Linked DNA regions of Sus scrofa: region 2 is linked to region 1. Evidence: chromatin contacts called from public HiChIP or PLAC-seq data. All regions are on one chromosome and are shown on one strand. Each heading gives the region's core, a stretch centred on a gene start, on an enhancer-like site or on the middle of the called end of the contact. The rest is flanking DNA. Distances are from core to core; before and after follow the strand shown. Region 1 has its middle 26 kb from the start of C1H9orf84. Region 2 overlaps SUSD1 (sushi domain-containing protein 1).

Evidence for each region. HiChIP or PLAC-seq counts read pairs in DNA pulled down with a chosen protein or histone mark.
Region 2: a contact with region 1 is called in an H3K27ac HiChIP or PLAC-seq map of alveolar macrophages. The contact joins two enhancer-like sites. A contact is called at or near these places in 1 of 47 Hi-C or Micro-C datasets (embryonic fibroblasts) and 1 of 2 datasets of contacts at active chromatin or transcription factors (alveolar macrophages).

What each region holds. Positions count from the first base shown.
Region 1 is chr1:252,579,271-252,582,818 of Sscrofa11.1, reverse strand. No RefSeq gene overlaps it. Among named protein-coding and RNA genes, the nearest start is that of C1H9orf84, 26 kb to the right of the region's middle. Within about 2 kb of position 1,733, at least 1 of the 83 cell types and tissues checked has an H3K27ac peak or open chromatin away from gene starts, as enhancers often do. A contact at or near this core is called in alveolar macrophages, where this site is marked.
Region 2 is chr1:252,836,901-252,840,320 of Sscrofa11.1, reverse strand. All of the region lies in intron 14 of SUSD1 (sushi domain-containing protein 1), which reads left to right. Among named protein-coding and RNA genes, the nearest start is that of SUSD1, 120 kb to the left of the region's middle. Within about 2 kb of position 2,075, at least 11 of the 83 cell types and tissues checked have an H3K27ac peak or open chromatin away from gene starts, as enhancers often do. A contact at or near this core is called in alveolar macrophages, where this site is marked.

The sequences.
Region 1 (3,548 bases), core at 484-2,983:
ATACCTGAGGTCATCTATTTCTATAACCCTAAGAGTATTTTACATTTGAAAAAACTTCATACCGGGGTCCAAGAACCTTCTTCCTATGAACCATATGGCTCTAGAGTGACAGAACCAGGACTCAGATTCAGACCAGTACAACACCACCAGGCCCAGGTTTTTCCTGAGACAACGTGTGAAAAGTATTCAGAACAGTCCCTGACTCATGGTAAGTTCTGCTTACTCTTGGCTATTCTTGAAGTCAGGATTGAGACATTAGAGTGTTTCTCAAAAGAGCACTCCCTCTTTCATCTGAAAATGATTCCCATGTGCCCGGACAAATGCAGATACTCTGCTTGAAGATGATTTCCTTCCCAGACCCCATTCATACCAGGAACTTGAGAACAAGTATTTGTCCAATTTATAAGGAAGGACATCCTGTTTCCCACGTTACAAGTCAGTTTTAAGAAGTTGTTTGAGATTCTGTCTTCCTTCCATATCTTGCCCTCCTTCTGACCTTTCTTTTAGATGTGAAGTTGCTGACATTTTCTTGAGGTCCCCAGAGGGCACTGGGCTGGCCATCATAGGTTTACCTCTGCCTGTAACCTTATGAAGACATGCTCATGTCTTGTGACTTGTGGGGTGTGTGCCTTTTAAAGCATTTAGCACAGATACACAGATTTATGAATAAGGCAGCCTTGTTCTCTCTTTGCTTGCGGGAGATTATGAAAAGCCATGTGAGTGCCATTTGGACAGAATCAAGAGTACTTTCACCACAAAAAAAGACATGATAATTATGGGACACGATAGCCGTGTTTGCTACCAACCCAGTGATATCACACTGCAGTCTATAAATGCATCAAATCAACATGTTGTGCACCTTAAACATACACAATGTTAGCGATTCGACCCCTAGCCTGGGAACCTCCATATGCTGCGGGAGCAGCCCAAAGAAATAGCAAAAAAAAGACAAAAAAAAAAAAAAATACACAATGTTAGGTATCATTTATAGCTCAGTTTTAAAAAATGGAATTCCCTTGTGGCATGGCAGGTTAAGGATCTGGTGTTGTCACTGCAGCGGCCTGGGTCACTGTTGTGGTACGGGTTCAATCCCTGGCCCGGGAACTTCCATATGCAGCTGCAGCCAAAAAAGAAAAAAAAAAAAAATCAAGAGGATTTTAGTGATCTATGATCAACTCTGCATAAAACTTTTTTTCTGGCCATAACAATGTAGTGGCTTGATGTGGGATCTCAGTTCCCAGATCAGGGATGGAACTCAGGCCACAGCAGCAAAAGCACCAAATCTTAATCACTAGGCCGCCAGGGAACTCTCAAACTTCAATTTCTAATTAACATTCTAACATTGTTGATTTTTTTACACACCAGAAAGGGGGGCATACTGTTCCTTCTCTAAAGGAAAAGATGAAATACAGACTTAGCTTTTACATAAGTGGAGTATCTCTACAGCAGCCATACTGATAGCCATTCTGGAGCTCCCCCAAAACCACACCTGTTTGCTGCTAAGCATAGCTAGCCTCTGAAGTTGATGTATGTGTGAAATTAGTTGTTTTTTTTATGTCGAATTCAGCTCACGTTCTAGTGGAAAAGAATGAAAGAAAGTAGCTGGGGATATTGAAGGGGATGTTAGGAAACTGGGGAAATGAGGAAGGAAAATGGAGAAAGTAGATGCAGAGAGAAACTCTCCAGAACTCCTTTTTCCTCTACTTGCGAAATACTGAGTATGTTCACACAATATGCAGTTTATAATTAGGGTGACAATACTCGCTTGTTTGCCTAGGACAGCCTCTGTTTGTTCCTGTTGCCCTGGCATGATTATTTTTTTCTTTCATTCTTAAAAGTGTCAGGTTTAGCGAATAAATTATATGGCCACTTTATAATCTAATCTCAAAAATTCTGGTTTCTTGCCAACAGAGTATTTTTCGACTATCAAGGATTAGGTTTCAGCAAGTCAAACACTGTATGTATGTCTGACTTTCCTCACACACAGGTGAGTATTGAAATGTTGGCACCACTCTAAGAAGGTTTGACAGTCATTCTGGAATTAGTTGAACTAACGGAAGTTCAACAGCTTCAGCAGAACTTTTGCGATCATGTGCTGTCCTTTCATACAAAATGCTCTGTTTTCTTAGATTGCCATATGAAACCCAAAGTTGGATTCTGTAGAGGGTTATTTAGAACTGTCTTCTTTTCTTTTTTGATCATGCCTTCTGCCTTCATATCTGATTGGTTGAGGTAGGATGGTATGAGTTGGGAATAGTCTTTTTCTGTAAGATAGATATGCCTGCTGGGATAGAGTGGTATTGAATCGAAGCCCAGCTCGGTGACATAGCTTAGCAACAAAAAAAGGCAAGTAGTAGTAGACAGACTTCTTCAACATCCTTAACTGGGCAAGGCCTACCTGCCTGGAGTCAGCGCCTTATTGTTGGTAGACCTCACAAGGCAGTTAGTTAAGCTGCCACACTTCAACTTAAGGAACTTTTACCAAGATCGAATTACTTTGTGCTAAGAGGAACCTTGGCACATGTCAATACTCATGGGGTGATTAAATTACGATATTTTTTCAACTCTCTCAATTTTGGATGTAATGGAAGTTTCTACAAGCATAGGAAATCAGAAACAGGCCACCTAAAGCTTGTAGTAGTATGTTTTCATAGCTTTTCCAAAGCAGGGTTTTTGACTATTTACTTAGAACTTTCTCAAAGGCTGAGCGTGCCTGTAAGATTCTACACCTAATTCTGATGTGGGGTTTTTTTTTCCCACACCAAGAAATTTTCTGATACCAGATGAGTGTCCTACAATTCAATTCAATTTTGACACTATCTATCCAGAAAGAGCATCAGATCTCATGGGTTAAGGACTCAGTCCTACAAGATTGCTTTCCACTACCACCACTTTAAGATGCCAATTGCAAACCAAGGCTGTCACCATTGCTTCCGATCAATTGGCTATGGATTGGAGAAAGGGTCTAATGATCTCCTTGGGTTTGATCGGCTTGCTAGATAGACTCATAGAATTCACAGAAAAATATTACTTACTGGCTTACCAGTTTATTACAAAAGGATATAACTTAGGAACAGCCAGATGGAAGAGATGCATAGGGCAAAATACAGGGAAAGGGATGCTAAGCTTTCAAGCCTGCTCCCACACCACCACTCTTCGGGAATCTCCATATGTTCGCCAAGGTGGAAGTACTCCAAATTTTATACCTTTGGGTTTTTATGGAGGCCTCACTACAAAGGAATGATTGATTAAGTAATTGGCTACTGCACCCAACTGGTGATTGAACCCAATCTCCAGCCCCTCCCTTCTCCCAGGAGGCTTGGGGAGGGTAGGTTGCTGAGACTGAAAGTTTCAACCCGAAGATCACGTGGTTGGCTCTAGGTAGTGCTTTCCAAGTTAACTCATTAACATAATAAAAGACCTCTATCTCTCTCATTAGAGGAAATTCCAAGGATTTGGGGAGTCTTGTGCCAGGACCAAGATGAAAATTAAATGCCTATTTCTTATAATCAATCAAAATGTCACAGCCACATTCCTTTTGGGATATT
Region 2 (3,420 bases), core at 826-3,325, 260 kb before region 1:
TCCCTGTGCTATGTAGTGGGACCTTGTTGTTTATCCATCCTATATATACCAGTTTGCCTCTGCTAATCCCAAACTCCCAATCCATCCCACCCTCCCCCTTGACAACCACAAGTCTGTTCTCTATGTCTGTGAGTCTGTTTCTGTTTTATAGGTAGGTTCATGTGTGTCATAGTTTAGATTCCACATATAAATGATATCATATGGTATTTGTCTTTCTTTTTCTGACTTCACTCAGTATGATTATCTCTAGGTCCATCCAGGTTGCTGCACATGGCAGTATTTTGTTCTTTTTTAAGGCTGCATAGTATTCCATTGTATGTATGTTTAAGGTCTATTTCTTCAAAAACTCTTGTGAGTTCTGTATCTTTCCTCTTCACATGAAATTTAAATATTTAAGCATTGTTTTCTCAATATTTGAGATTAATAGTGCATGTAAGACCCATAAAAATGTGTTGAGTACTTTCACTTTCTAAAACATGGGCAGGTGAAATTTATATGAAGGTTGATATTCTGAACTTCCTGGGGGACCTTCCTATTTGGATTTGTGTTTGGACTGAGTAGTTTTTGTTCTTCTTAAGCTTCATGAATGCCCTCATCCTATCATACTGCTGCCCGAGTTGGAGAGGAACCTCTAGACCTCTCTGTCACTCCCACTGTACTCCTGCCAGGCTTACTGCCTCCCCTCATTCTCCTGGAACTGAGACTCCAGGAGGGTCAGATTAAGCTCAGCACTACTTTCTGGCCCTGTTTTCTGCTTCTTTTACTGCCTATTGAGTAAGTTCTACACCCCCCTCTCCATCCTCAGAAAGTCTATGTTCTTCCAGTGGTGGTTCTTTGTGGAGACACAGAGATTTGTATTCATTACCTAATGAATACATAGAATGAGGTGGGCAAGCAGAATAGCAAGAGCTGGATTAGTTGGTGAGGGGTGGAAGATCTTATGGAAAAACCATGGTGATGGTTGCCCTAGGAGAACTCAAAGTTGGGTATAAATTCCTTATCGGTCGGTAATGGAAACTAGAAAAATTATACGAATATTAGTAGAAACATTTCTTCACTGATGAATTTGAACCCTCTTGTGTGTAATGTGCATCCCATATTTAAGAGCGAAACCTGCTATTAAATTCTGGATAGGACACAAGTCTAATATGCCATTATCATGCTTGATGTACAGCCAAGAATATGTCCAAAATAGGTCTGGGGGTCTTTTGTGGCAGTAGAGTAGGGATGAAGTATTGGAGGACTAAAGTCCGGAATATATTGCCTTGAACTTGTTCAAAGGTGTTTATGACTTAGACAAGGCCTCCTTGCTAGAAAATTACCTGGAGATCCTGACGTGGTGTTTCTAGCCACAGACAGTCCCTGCAGGGCAATATGAGTACCATTTAGAGGTTACGTACTCTGAGAGCTGCTGTCTCAGATGGAGACTTTGGTCTGGGCGGGTGTGTTAGCTTGGGCTTCCGTTTCAAAATATTATGGCCTCAGCGGCTTAAACAACAAATGTTTATTTCTCATGGTTCTGGAGACTGGGACATCTAAGATTAAGATGCAGGCTGACATTAAAAAGAACGAAATACCGGCATTCTTAGCAACATGGATGGACCTAGAAATTATCATGCTAAGTGAAGTCAGCCATACAATGAGACACCAACATCAAATGCTTTCACTGACATGTGGAATCTGAAAAAAAAGGACAAAATGAACTTCTTTGCAGAACAGATGCTGACTCACAGACATTGAAAAACTTATGGTCTCCGGAGGAGACAGTTTGGGGGGTGGGGGATGTGCTTGGGCTGTGGGATGGAAATCCTGTGAAATCAGATTGTTATGATCATTATACAACTACAGGATGTGATAGATTCATTTGAGTAATTTAAAAAAAGTAAATAAAAATAAATAAATAAATTAAAAAAAAAAAAAGATGCAGGCTGATTTGGTTCCCCTGGGAGGGAAGACTTCCTGGCCTATAGACAGCTGCCTTCTTGCTGTGTCCTCATGTGGTAGGGTGTAAGTGAGCTCGGATCAATCTTCCTCATCTTATGGGGACACTAATCTCATCCTGGGGCCCTACCCTCATGACCTCATCTAAACCTAATGACCTTCCAGAGGCACGCCCTCTGAGTAATGTCACAGTGCGCATTAGGGCTTCAGTGTGACTCAGTATCAGTATTGAGGCACAGAGGGAAGGAAGTAGGAGGTTACAATGAGAATTCTGGTGTAAGGAGACTTCCCTATGATGTCATTGATACCTCTTTTTCATTTTTTTATCCTTTTAGGGCCTCACCTAAAGCATATGGAAGTTCCTAGGCTAGGGGTCAGATCAGAGCTGCAGCTGCCAGCCTACACCACAGCCACAGCAATTTGGGATCTGAGCTGCATCTGTGACCTACACCATATCTCAGGGCAATGCTGGATCCTTAAGCCACTGAGTGAGGCCAGGGATCGAACCTGCGTTCTCATGGATACTAGTTGAGTTCTCAACCCACTGAGCCACAGCAGGAACTCCAGATACCACTTTTTCGTAGGCAAAGCAGAACTGTGCTTGTTCTTTGAAAAAAAATTGTTTGGACTTGCATATTTGCATTACTTTTGGGTTTCAAATATATTGCTGTTGCAGTCATTAAAATCAGTAGTGCAAGTTCTCCTGTAGTGCAGAGGGTTAAGGATCTGGCTTTTGCCCCAGCTCTGGCACTGGTTGCAGCTGCAGCTCAGGTTCAATCCCTGGTCCGGGAACTTCTGCATGTCATGGCTGTGGCCAAAAAAAAAAAAAAAAATCTGTAGTGATTTATTTATTTTTCTTTTGTGAACATCTTTATTGAGACACAGTTCACATATCTAATAAATCTAACGTGTACAGTCACAAAATGGTGGTAATGCAACAGCCACCATCTAATTCTCGAACATTTAGCAGTTATTATTTTTAATGTTGATTTGTTTATATTTTACTTTTTTTCTGTTTTTGACCGCACCTGTTGCATGTGGAAGTTCTCAGGCCAGGGATCAAGTCTGAGCTTCAGCTGTGACCTACTGCACAGCTGCAGCAACGCTGGATCCTTAGCTCACTGCACCGCGCTAGGGATCCAACAGGCAATGACACAGAGACAGGCTAGATCATTAACTCGCTGTGCCACAGTGGGAACTCCTTAACATTTATTTTTAATTGAGGTATAATACACATAACATAAAATGGACCATCTTAATTTTTTAACTAACAGTATACAAGTGCTGAGTACATTTCCATGGTTATGAAACTAATCTTCCAGAATATTTTATCTTGTGAGACTGCAACTCTGTTCCCAGTTAAACAGCTCCCCATTCCTTCCATCTCCCCACCTCCTGGCAACTACCCTGTTACTTTCTGTCTCTATGAATCTGACTACACAAGATACCTTGCGTAAGTCGAATCATACCGGGTTTATG